Linked DNA regions of Mus musculus: regions 1, 2 and 4 are each linked to region 3. Evidence: chromatin contacts called from public Hi-C data. All regions are on one chromosome and are shown on one strand. Each heading gives the region's core, a stretch centred on a gene start, on an enhancer-like site or on the middle of the called end of the contact. The rest is flanking DNA. Distances are from core to core; before and after follow the strand shown.

Evidence for each region. Hi-C and Micro-C count contacts between places; a contact is called where the count stands out from the background.
Region 1: a Hi-C map of uterus shows a contact between it and region 3, with 4 times the contacts expected there. The contact joins two enhancer-like sites. A contact is called at or near these places in 3 of 484 Hi-C or Micro-C datasets (bone marrow-derived macrophages and uterus).
Region 2: a Hi-C map of uterus shows a contact between it and region 3. The contact joins two enhancer-like sites. A contact is called at or near these places in 1 of 15 datasets of contacts at CTCF or cohesin (the NIH/3T3 cell line), 6 of 484 Hi-C or Micro-C datasets (embryonic fibroblasts, epidermal suprabasal cells, muscle stem cells and 2 more) and 2 of 115 datasets of contacts at active chromatin or transcription factors (T-cell acute lymphoblastic leukemia and memory CD8 T cells).
Region 4: a Hi-C map of uterus shows a contact between it and region 3, with 4 times the contacts expected there. The contact joins the promoter of Foxo1 here to the enhancer-like site in region 3. A contact is called at or near these places in 13 of 39 promoter capture datasets (the 3T3-L1 cell line, 3T3-L1-derived adipocytes, the HPC-7 cell line and 8 more), 3 of 15 datasets of contacts at CTCF or cohesin (the NIH/3T3 cell line, embryonic stem cells and large pre-B cells), 15 of 484 Hi-C or Micro-C datasets (the C2C12 cell line, cerebral cortex, embryonic fibroblasts and 6 more), 29 of 115 datasets of contacts at active chromatin or transcription factors (the 230-238 cell line, the SCID.adh cell line, T-cell acute lymphoblastic leukemia and 20 more) and 4 of 9 other capture datasets (adipose tissue, embryonic stem cells, liver and 1 more).

Annotation. Positions count from the first base shown.
Region 1 is chr3:52,375,519-52,378,478 of GRCm38.p6, forward strand. No RefSeq gene overlaps it. Among named protein-coding and RNA genes, the nearest start is that of Gm38537, 90 kb to the right of the region's middle. Within about 2 kb of position 1,668, at least 8 of the 459 cell types and tissues checked have an H3K27ac peak or open chromatin away from gene starts, as enhancers often do. A contact at or near this core is called in uterus, where this site is marked.
Region 2 is chr3:52,399,583-52,402,367 of GRCm38.p6, forward strand. No RefSeq gene overlaps it. Among named protein-coding and RNA genes, the nearest start is that of Gm38537, 66 kb to the right of the region's middle. Within about 2 kb of position 1,444, at least 211 of the 459 cell types and tissues checked have an H3K27ac peak or open chromatin away from gene starts, as enhancers often do. A contact at or near this core is called in embryonic fibroblasts, muscle stem cells, myocytes and 1 more, where this site is marked.
Region 3 is chr3:52,684,528-52,687,227 of GRCm38.p6, forward strand. Gm30235 (a long non-coding RNA gene) reads left to right here. Exons shown (of 4, transcript XR_867280.1): 3 at 942-1,084. Among named protein-coding and RNA genes, the nearest start is that of Gm30235, 36 kb to the left of the region's middle. Within about 2 kb of position 1,429, at least 76 of the 459 cell types and tissues checked have an H3K27ac peak or open chromatin away from gene starts, as enhancers often do. A contact at or near this core is called in the C2C12 cell line, adipose tissue, embryonic fibroblasts and 5 more, where this site is marked.
Region 4 is chr3:52,266,771-52,269,752 of GRCm38.p6, forward strand. Foxo1 (forkhead box O1) reads left to right here and starts at 1,567. Exons shown (of 3, transcript NM_019739.3): 1 at 1,567-2,652. The coding sequence starts at 2,032.

The DNA of each region.
Region 1 (2,960 bases), core at 418-2,917, 310 kb before region 3:
ATCTCTATCTCTATCTCTATCTCTATCTCTATCTATCTATCTATCTATCTATCTATCTATCTATCTATCTATCTAATTTATTTTACCTATTCACCTTACATCCTGCTCATTGCCGCCCTTCCCGATCACCCCTTCCCACAATCTTTCCCCCATGCCCCCCTTTCTCCTCTGAGTCGGTGGGGTCCCCCAGGGGATTCCTCCACTCTGGCACATCAAGTCTTTGTGAGGCTAGACGCATCCTCTCCCACTGAGGCCAGACAAGGAAGCCCCGCTAAAACATATCCCACGCACAGACAACAGCTTTTGGGATAGCGCTCATTCCAGTTGTTCAGGACCCACATGAAGACCAAGGTGCACATCTGCTATATATGTGTAGGCACCCTAGGTCCCTAAAAATGACATCTGTGAACACAACATCTATGTATGTTCTTTGGTTTTTGGCTCAGTCTCTGAGAGCCTCAAGAGTCCAAGTTAGTTGATTCTATTGGTCTTCCTGTGAAGTTCCTATCTCCTTAGGGTCTGCAATCCTTCCTCCTATTCTTCCATAAGAGTCCCTAAGCTCCATCTATTGTTTGGCTGTGGGTGTATGCCTCTGTCTGAGTCAGTTGGTGGGTCAGGCCTCTCAGAGGAGTCACCCAGGACATGATGGGAAATCCACCAGTGGCCCGATCCTCAAAAAGAATGAGTCTTGTCTCCAGTAAGTATCCACTGCCAATAGCTCCTAGTAAGAGATGGAGATCATCTGGAAATCATCGTCTCCATCTATGCAGATGCTTTGCTGACTTGGTCTTCTATAGATCTTGTGCAGATCACTGTAACTGCCGTGGGACTATGATTGACATTGCCACTTTATGTCTGAAAGACGACTTTTCACAGCTCTCCTCCCTATCCTACAGCTCTTAGACGCTTCTTTCTTTTTTTAAAGGATTTATTTATTTTTATTTTTACTGGTGTGGGAATTTTGCCTATATGTGAGTCTGTTCATATCTCTGCATAGCACCCATGGAGGTCAGAAGACTGTGTCAGATCACCTCGACCTGTGAGCTGCCATTGGGTGCTGCGAACAGAACCTGAGTCCTCTGCGAGAGTAGCCAGGGTTCATCACCACCACTGAGCCATCTCTCCAACCCTCAGCTCTTCCATTTTTTTTTCTGCCTCCTTGTCTGTGGTGTCCCCTGAGCCTTGATTGTGTTGGGTTCACACAGCTGTGCTGTTTAGAACTGAACTCAGCATCTTCAATTTTTAACCATTTTGGCGGTTAGTATCATCTACTTGTTTGCAATTTCTATAAGGAGTTGCTTTAGTTTTTCTGGAACTCCATGACTCTAGAGTTGCTCATTATTATAGTCTTGGAGAAGTGTCTAGGAGGTAGGTACTCTTTGACTGAACAGGACGAGCAGCTTTCGTGATGCTGAGCTCTTCTGACGCCTGTGTGAATGCATTGGCACTGGTGGCTTTCGACCACCCAGCCAGCTGCCCCGGAGACTGAACTAAGGAGCTCGGATAGTTTCAGCCCTGCTAGGCCTGTGATGCTGTAGTTCAGACAACTGGCCCCTACTCCCCATTTTTTTAAATTTTTTTTATTGCTTCTCTTGAGTCATGAAATGTCAGAGCTCATTAATTCTGCTTGATCTTTTTGCAGATGAATAGCACGGAGTGCCTCAAAGGCTCTAAGAATTACCCAGAACTTCTGATCCCTGTCCAGGCATTTCCTGGCCTGCCTGCTCCTGGCTACGTTGTATATATGTTTCTGTTTTCTTTGAGGTTATCTGGCCCAAAGTGCCTGGCTGTTCATATCTTAATGGTGCAATGTAGGATGATATAATGCTTTTTAGCTGTTTCATTGTGAATTTACTCCAGATAATTTTTGTTTAATCACAACAATATTTTTCTGAGTTGCCAAGCAACTTAGTGATGGCGTTTCAGATGTTTTTGTAGCCAACAGAATAGAAGGGTTCCTTTCCTTCCAGCATGAATTTCCTTCCCTGGGCCTTTGATTTGTGCTTGTGTCTAAGAATCAAATAGGCATAGAGAAAATCATGGTAGGCAAAGGGAATTTAAGATAGAAAAAGAAACAGAAACAGAAATATGTATTTGACCCTGTACTTGGTGAGAAAACTGATCACTTAAAACTCAACATAGCTGTCTCTTGTGAGACTAGGCCGGGGCCTAGCAAACACATAAGTGGACGCTCACAGTCAGCTATTGGATGGAGCACAGGGCCCCCAATGAAGGAGCTAGAGAAAGTATCCAAGGAGCTAAAGAGATCTGCAACCCTGTAGGTGGAACAACATTATGAACTAACCAGTACCCCCAGAGCTCTCGACTCTAGCTGCATATGTATCAAAAGATGGCCTAGTTGGCCATCACTGGAAAGAGAGGCCCATCGGACACACAAACTTTATATGCCCCAGTACAGGGGAACGCCAGGACCAAAAAGTGGGAATGGGTGGGTAGGGGAGTGGGGGGGAGGGTATGGGGGACTTTTGGGATAGCATTGGAAATGTAATTGAGGAAAATATGTAATAAAAAAAATTTAAAAAAAAACCACTCAACATAGACCTGGCCAACTGGAAGAGGAAATATGTTTAATTAGGACAAAAGACAAGAGGAAGAGATTGCAAACACCAAGTTATTCCGGTAGGTAAAACACTCCACAGCTGAGAGAGGGTCATTGGGAACTTGGGTGAGCTGGCAAAGTCACACACACACTAGTTAAAGTGGTTACGTTAAAGTTTAGTTAAGGTTAAAGTGGGAGGGTTCAGCCCCCCCCCCAACCCCCTCAGTCTTCAGCGTCCCTTTTACAACCTGAGCAATCCTTCCTGGAAACGGAAGAGGACACTTTGAGCAGCTAAAGAAAATCCGGGAAATGAGTCCTGAAGGGAGACTGCCAACATGATCTAGTTGGATTGGGTCACCATGTTTCTTGTCCCATCTCGGGATACTTTCATGCTTTCTGA
Region 2 (2,785 bases), core at 194-2,693, 280 kb before region 3:
CTCCCCATGCCAGTTCTGTTTGTTTTTTGTTGTCACAGGTGCATAGTTTTACTTCCGGTGCCCAGCCTGTCTGATCTATAACCTGGGTCACCTTTTCCCTACCCTCATACCACTGGCTCAGACTCCGTGCTTCAGCTTCTTCTCTCACTCAGTCAGGTCTTCTAGAGGATTCCAAACACTGCCTGTCTCTGCAGTGTGGCCTGAGTTAACGTACAGACAGAATTAGGAATGCTCTTCTCTCCCTCAGAATTGTCCTCGTCCTCATTTTCAACATCTTGAAACTGGCTGGGATGCTCGCCCCCCCCCTCCCCCAAGCCTCTCACCCTATAATCTAGCCATGGGTTTGTTCTTATTACTGTCGGTTTGGGCTTCTGTTTTCCCCTCTACCTGCCTTCCCTAGCTATGGAAATCCGACCCTTCATTCAGTAACAAACACAAGAGCCACCTCTTCCAGGAAGCCCTCTGGGAAGCCTCCTAAGAGAAGTCAGTTGCTTGGTCTTCTGTCCCCTCAGCCCTTCCTCGGCATCTTCAGGCATCAGTCAGGCGTGTGTTGGTCTGGCCACTCTGCTGGCTGCCAGATCAGAGGACAGGAGTGCTGCTCTCATCTCCAGTGTCAACAGATTGGCTCTTAACTTGCCCCAGGCCTGGGCTTATCTGATAGCCTTGTGGCCTCAGTTCGGAGATGTCCTGCAGTCCTTAGTCGCCCCCCCCCCCCCACCTTCCAACGCACCACCCCCCCTACCCCTTCAGAGGGTGTCGAGGTTTCCCTAGAAACTGCCACTTCAAAGCCACAAAGGAAAAACAAAAATCTAGCTAAATCAGGCAAGGCGGCTTCCTTCCGAGGATGCCTTCCTGTGCTCCTGCACCTGTGCGTGGCCTCCGGTCAGATTTTGACACGAACCAGCAGTTGCACTCAGAATCACCCAGGGGAGGTAAGGGTGCCCAGAGCAGGTCGACAGAGAGCTGACTTCTGCCCCCAGCCCCTCTTGGGAGTCCTGACTGGAATGGTTCCCTTCTTAACTGCCTTGAGGGTGTATGGTAGTTCTGCCACCTGGAGGGTGTGTCTTTCCCTATAGGCCAGAAACACTTTAAATCCTCACTCTGCCCTCTAGAGTGACCTGGTGCTTAATTTTCAATTTTTTTTTTTTTTTTTTTTTAGCGTTGATGGGGCTAGAATAATCCAGGGCTGACAGTTCTGCCCCCGACCTACCTCTGCAGGCTACAGGCTTTCTTTTCTACTTTTAAATTTTCCAGGTGCCCCGGGTTGCTCTTCCCAGTGGGAGTCCTGCCTTAAATCCTAGGCCATTTGCATTTTCTCAAGGACCCTTTGTGGCAGGTAGGTCCTCGCCTCTTGCAAATGACCTTGAATAACACTGCCCTCTGCACTCTTTCTGGCAGCCACAGGAAGAACGTCCTGCCCGCTGTGAGTCTGGGGCCTTGGAGAGCAGGGCAGGGAAAACAAACAGCCTGTCCTTATTCGTCCATTACTGCAGACCAGTGGATTGGGCATTTAGGATTTAGATTTGCAATTTGTGAATTGATTAAACGAGGAGACTTTACCGAGTGGCTCCCAAGGGCGCAAGTCTTTCATGCCTCTTTCACAGATGAAGAATCTGAGTTATGACAAAGTTTGGCGCACTCAACTCCCAACCAGACTCCCCCTATGGGCTCTTTATTCGCGCTGAATCACGGGCCTGACTGTCGCCCAGAGCAGAGAGGGCGTCGCCTGTGGCTGGCGGATTTTTACTGCTTCCTTTTCATACTTCTGTCACCTCTGTCTGATCTCAGTCCTTGCCTGGCCACTCCTGCGTGCCCCACAAACTTGGAAAACCGCTGCCCTTTTCTCAGCCATTAGCTAGCAGGAGAGAGGCGTGCTTCCCGATTGAGGGCGGCAGCCGTGATGGGGTGGGGATGGGGCCGCTGAGAGGTAGCCTCCGTTCATCAGGCCTGAGCCCACCGGCTCCCTCACCAGGCCTGCATCTCTTGGGTCTGGTGAAAAGAGAAGGGGGTGGGGGTGGGCGTGGAGCCCTCCTGGGAGGCCGATCCAGGGGCTTTCTCTGCCTTAGCGCTGTTGTCTGGGCTTGCCAAGTCCCACGAGTTGGCAAACTCTCGGAGAAGTGCTTTCAAAGCCGGCCTTCGCCCTCCTTGGCAGATGCCTCAAAGCTGTCTTGCTTTGCTCTGCCTGTGCCTGGGAGTCTGTACAGGGCATTTGTTCACACGCCTCAGTGGGGACATCCCTGGAAGAGGCTCACAGGCACAGTGGGAGCTCAGCTGGATGACCCTTGAGGCAGGACCACTTGGGTGGGCGTCAGGAACTGGGGCCAGGTGGCTTGGGAGGGGCAGAACGCCAGAATGGGCGAGGGAGGTGCTAGAAGTGTTCGCTCTCCTCGGGAATAGCGTTTAAGGACTGGGAAGCATTGCCAAATAGTTAACTTTTAGAAGCTGTAGGCAGGGCACTGAAACTTTTTCTATTTCTGTTTTACTTTAGTTATCCTGTTTGATGCAAAATCATAAATATCCCAGGACATAGAAATGAGTCCTCGGGACCAGACAGAATCGAAGATGGCCTTGGAATTTACTGGCCTCAAAACGTTTTTCTAAAGTTTCATTTCTGGACGTTCACAAAACTTTAAAAGTGAGGCTCTTTGAAAAAGCCAAGCACAGGTGTGGCACCTTTAATCCCAGCACTCAGGAGACAGAGGCAGGGGTCTCTGTGAGTTCCGAGGCTGTTCTAGGTTACAGTGAGTTCCAGGGCAAACAGAGCTATATAGTGAGAATCCTGTCT
Region 3 (2,700 bases), core at 179-2,678:
ATGGGTTAGGAGGAGGAAGAATATTGGTGCCTTTAGGAATTAGGACTGGCCTACACATGAAAGCCAGCAAGAGTACAGGAACCCCAGTCCTGTAAGTGTAAGGCAGAAATCTGTCCACAAACCAAACACCAGATTCTCCCTTGAAGGCCACAGAAAGAATCAACCTTCTGTCACCTGGATTTTTGGTCTGGCTCACAATAGAAAATGGACCTACAGGGCTCCTCTCTAGCTGTCTGCCCTCCCCCATCTCAGAAGCCAATGAATGGGCCACTTCCTTCACTCAAATGAACTTTAGTTCATCTGTTGCGAATTAACTAGTCCTGCTTACTCCAGCCCCATCAAAACTCCACTCCCTGGACTGTCAGCTTTAACTCACTTCTTGCATTAACCTATTTCTCCTTGAAAGGCTTGGTACTTAGGCGAAAATGATTTTATGAGATGACCTGGATAGCATGGGCAATAATAGTGAACCCTAACGAAAATAGATTGCATAATTAGGGGGTACTAATGGAAGATGGAGATGGGAAAATATGGAGAAGTATAGTAGGAGGGGTGTAATATCTGATGAATGGGTGACTATGTTATAATAAAAGCATGACAACTCTGGCATTGAGAGAAAAGTGTGTGTGTGTGTGTGTTCGTGTGTGTATGCACGAGCATGGGACAGTGTGGAAGATGACAGGGTATAGACATTCCCACCTAAGGACTCACAGAGCTTCACTCAGTCATTTTGGGGGGGGGGGGAGTTGAGACATGGCTTCTCTGTGTAGCCCTGGCTGTCCTGGAACTCACTCTGTAGACCAGGCTGGCCTCGAACTCAGAAATTCACCTGCCTCTGCCTCTCAAGTGCTGGAATTAAAGGCATGTGCCACCACGCCCGGCTTCACTCAATCTTGATTATCATGCTCAATACTGTGTCTCAGTGATAATTCCCCCAACAGGTGGATTAGCAGTGGACTGACTCATCTCAGAGCAGGAAGACACCTGCCACTCACTGACTCTGCTCCATGGACTGCCAGCTCTGAGGGATCTCTGCCCCTTGGCTTACCGGGCATAAAGCAAAGGACTGCTGAGGAACACTCAGGTAGAGGATGGCATGGGGAGGGACAAGGACAAAGTTCCCACAGCTTTCTTAGACCTCACAAAGTAGCAGGAGGAGTGCCTGCAGGACAGCCACACTGAAGGCTCTCCTTGTGTAGCTCGCTTATTGTTAGAGTTTGATTTTCCGCCAAGTCTTCATATTTCTTCCTTGTCAGCAGCTCAGTGCCAGACAATAGGGAAAACAGTTCTTTTGGCCTCTCCTGCACTTTAGCCCAGAGAAGAATGGCTTTTGAAGTTGAACTTGAATGGTCTCCTTACCTTATTTGCCCTGACCCGGAGTTGCACTGGGCTAGCTAGCAAGGAATCTAGAACATGGGCATGGAAACTCTGTGTTTACGAGATGAGCCCAGAGCTTCCACACTCCCTGAGTCACACCCTGGAGTGGTGATTTAGTACGGGTGTGGGAGGGAGGCACGTTGTCAACTCGACAACCACCTTTTTGAGTTGAGAATTTTTATCCAAACTTGCAAGCCCCTGCCTAAGCCTTGAGAGTTTATTTTCTCTTGGAAAATGTCTGGATCATTTTTTTCCTCCTTCCTGCAAGAAGAGACGACTAAGAGATGACAGGTTTTCTTGGATCTGAGTTCACTGTTGGAATTTTTTTTTCTGAGTCTAGTGCCAAAAAGTTCTGCAATTTGCTGAATAAATTTTTCTGAAGTTAGACTGGGGTGGATAATTGGGAGCGAGCTGCTGGGGTTGTTGGGCTGTGGTGGCTCTGCCCTTCTGGGAACATGGGTTCCTCCCTTCCCAGCCAGAGTTCCTAGGCAAGCTGACCATTCTGAACACCAGGGTCTGGTTCACAACTGTTCAAACTGCCTGTTCCCAGATGCCGAGATGCCGTCACCCTGAGCAGCCATGGGGTTTCCTCCTATCTGTCAGTAAGATGGGCAAGGACTTATTTTTATGGCGTTACTCCTTAATGCTTTTTCTATGGCTCTCAGGAAAACCTATACAGAACTCAAGTCTTATGCGGCCCCAAGAGCTGCATGGTCAGCAAAAATGGCCAATAACGTGCCTGTGTCACAGTGGGCATTTCAGCCTAAAATGAGCTCTCTGCAGGCTGAGGAGGGCTCAGTGGTGAGGGGTGCTTGCTGTTCTTGCCGAGGACCCTGATTCTGTAGCCAGCACTCATCTGGAGTTCACAGCTGCCTGTAACCCAGTTCATCTGTCCTGCCCAAACTCCTGCGGACATGTGTTACACATAAACTCAGGCCCACACACAGACTCGGAATGATGATGATGATGGTGGTGGTGATGATGATGATGGTGATATTTTTTAAAGGAGAAAAATAAATAATCTGTCTGGGTTCCCCTGCCTTTGTGGATTGGAATGAGAGCATCATCTTGCAGGTGCTACTTAGAAGCCCAGAAAAGGCCATGAAATTATATTTCACCACAGAAAATGGCTTCTCTATAAAGTTTTTACAGAACATGGCTCTCTCAATTAATATGCACAAAGTTTTCCTTAGCTCAAGTTCATTTGTGCTTAGGTGGGCATTAGGACTTCATAGCATCATTAATTAACACCGAAAGCATTGCTTGATACCCATATAACATGAACTCTAATTAAAGGCCCTGGGATAAGTGATATGCAGTCCC
Region 4 (2,982 bases), core at 317-2,816, 420 kb before region 3:
TGTAGGGTGCGGCTGTCTGACTGTGGGCCCACCTCGGCAGAGTGTGATTACAAAGGAGCACCAGAGGGTTGTTCTTTGTGGTCCTGCTTAGGCTCATCCATTTACTCGAGTCTCCCAGCGGTTGTCAAAGCCAAATTTTGTAGTCAAGGTGAAGAGACAGTTAACCAAACTGTCCTCGGCACCTCTGGTTCAGGATCGCCACTCAAAACTTTTATCAGTAGGCAGCCGTTTCAGAAAAAGGGATTATGAATAGGGGAATAGGGGCCTGGATTAGCGAGACGTTAGAGACAAAGTGGAAGGAGTAAGAAGGCTGGTTTTCTTTTGGAGTCTCATTTTACATAGAAAAACTCCACGTAAGAAAGAAGAGCGAAGTACAACCGCAACAAGACATTTGGAGCTGCGTTTTTGGACATATTTAAAGCCCTAATATGCATCTTCAATTCTAAAGCATCCTAGCCAATAAAAGAAAATGCCACCCATATTTCTTTTTTTTTAAAAAAGAAAGCAAATCAGAGGATCAAGCGAGGGAACATTTTCTTCTATTCTGTAAGGCAAAAAGAACCACTGTCTTTCTACCTTTGGCTCCGCCGGACGTGTGTTAGATACGCGGGTCTGGGAGCTCACTCTGTGAGTTTAAAGAACTGAGGGGCGGAGCTGTGCCCCAACACTTGGGGCTTATCTCCTTTTGCGACTTCAACACCTCATCGCTTCCATGCTAAATAAAAAAGAAATAAGCAAGCAGTTAAACTTAATTAGGGGTAATAAAGTGACAAAGTTGTCTCTAAGCGCTCCTCTGACTCTTTAGCCACCACACCGGTCCTCAGGAAAAAGTGAGATTCCCGTGGCAGAAAAGCGGTTCCCATAGAAGACGTCGGATCTGAGGCGCTACTGGAGCTAGGTGCTTGTGCAACAGTGTTCTCCCCGCGCCGCACCTCTCTGGGGTTCAGGATGAGTGGAGGCTGGGGGCTGGACCGAGCCGCAGAGGCTCGTCTTGCAGGTGTGCACAGGTAGGGTGGGAAGCGGTTACTCCGGAGCCGCAGAGCGACGGGTCTTCACCGAAGGATCTGCGCGCCTGGGGCGGCCAGGGCAGATGCCAGCTTAAGAAAACATTCCTCCAAAACAAACCCCACCGACTTCCCGAGAGCTGCGCGAAGACGCGTGGGCGGAGCGGGCTTGAGTGGAATCCACGAGGCGCCCCACCGCCCACGTCGCGTCCGGGAGCGCGCAGCGGCCCCGCGCCATCCCGGGAGTCAGGGTCTGGGCTCTGCCTGGAGTACTCGATTGCACTCTGTAGTAAACAAAAGTATGGTAGCCGCCTCCACGCCGGTTTGCCTCCTAGCAATCCGATCGCTGAGACGCCAGAGACTCAGAAACACTTGAGAATTACAGAAAATAATAACGGAGATTGGAAAAAAAAAAAAAAGTGTGTGAGAAAGAAAAATACCCCACCGCCCCCCACCAACCTACTGCCGCCTCCCGAGGGAAGGCAGCGCCCGCCCAGGCCCGCGTTCATTGGCTGCTTCGGCGGAGACTTCGCGCGTCCATTGGCCGCGCAGCCTGTCAGTCAGGGGCGGGGCGGCGCGCGCGCCGCCGCGGGCGGGGAGCCCGCTGCAGATCCCGTAAGACGGGAGTCTGCGGAGTCGCTTCAGTCCCCGCCGCCGCCACATTCAACAGGCAGCAGCGCCGCTGTCGCGCGGCCGCGGAGAGCTAGAGCGGCCCGCAGCGTCCGCCCGTCTGCCTTGGCGTCCGCGGCCCTTGTCAGCGGGAGCGCGGTGCCCGAGCTGCCGGGCTCCGCGGCCTGGTCGGTGCCCCGTCCTAGGCACGAACTCGGAGGCTCCTTAGACACCGGTGACCCAGCGAAGTTAAGTTCTGGGCGCGTCCGTCCGCTGCGCCCCGCCGCGCCTGACTCCGGCGTGCGTCCGCCGTCCGCGGCCCCCCAATCTCGGAGCGACACTCGGGTCGCCCGCTCCGCGCCCCCGGTGGCCGCGTCTCCCGGTACTTCTCTGCTGGTGGGGGAGGGGCGGGGGCACCATGGCCGAAGCGCCCCAGGTGGTGGAGACCGACCCGGACTTCGAGCCGCTGCCCCGGCAGCGCTCCTGTACCTGGCCGCTGCCCAGGCCGGAGTTTAACCAGTCCAACTCGACCACCTCCAGTCCGGCGCCGTCGGGCGGCGCGGCCGCCAACCCCGACGCCGCGGCGAGCCTGGCCTCGGCGTCCGCTGTCAGCACCGACTTTATGAGCAACCTGAGCCTGCTGGAGGAGAGTGAGGACTTCGCGCGGGCGCCAGGCTGCGTGGCCGTGGCGGCGGCGGCTGCGGCCAGCAGGGGCCTGTGCGGGGACTTCCAGGGCCCCGAGGCGGGCTGCGTGCACCCAGCGCCGCCACAGCCCCCACCGACCGGGCCGCTGTCGCAGCCCCCACCCGTGCCTCCCTCCGCTGCCGCCGCCGCGGGGCCACTCGCGGGACAGCCGCGCAAGACCAGCTCGTCGCGCCGCAACGCGTGGGGCAACCTGTCGTACGCCGACCTCATCACCAAGGCCATCGAGAGCTCAGCCGAGAAGAGGCTCACCCTGTCGCAGATCTACGAGTGGATGGTGAAGAGCGTGCCCTACTTCAAGGATAAGGGCGACAGCAACAGCTCGGCGGGCTGGAAGGTGAACGGCCTCTGGGCGGCCCTGGGGGGTGGGGTGGGGATGTGTTGGGGCCGGCGGAGGGTCGGCAGTGTGGGTGTTCGGGGCCCGGAAATGATGGGCGCACGGAGAGAGCGGGGCGAGAAATGGCAGGTGTGGCGGGGGCTTCCCGGAGACCCAGAGCCAAATTTGGACCAGGTGCAGGCGAGGGACTTCTAGAGAGACCCGGGCAGGGCTCGTTTGGGAACTTAAGTGAAATGGCAGAGCAGGCGTGAAAGTTAGCTTAGTTGTTGGAGCGAGGGGTTCGCTTCCAAGGTCCCTCTCCATTTGACACTCCAGACCTCCTGCGAGGGG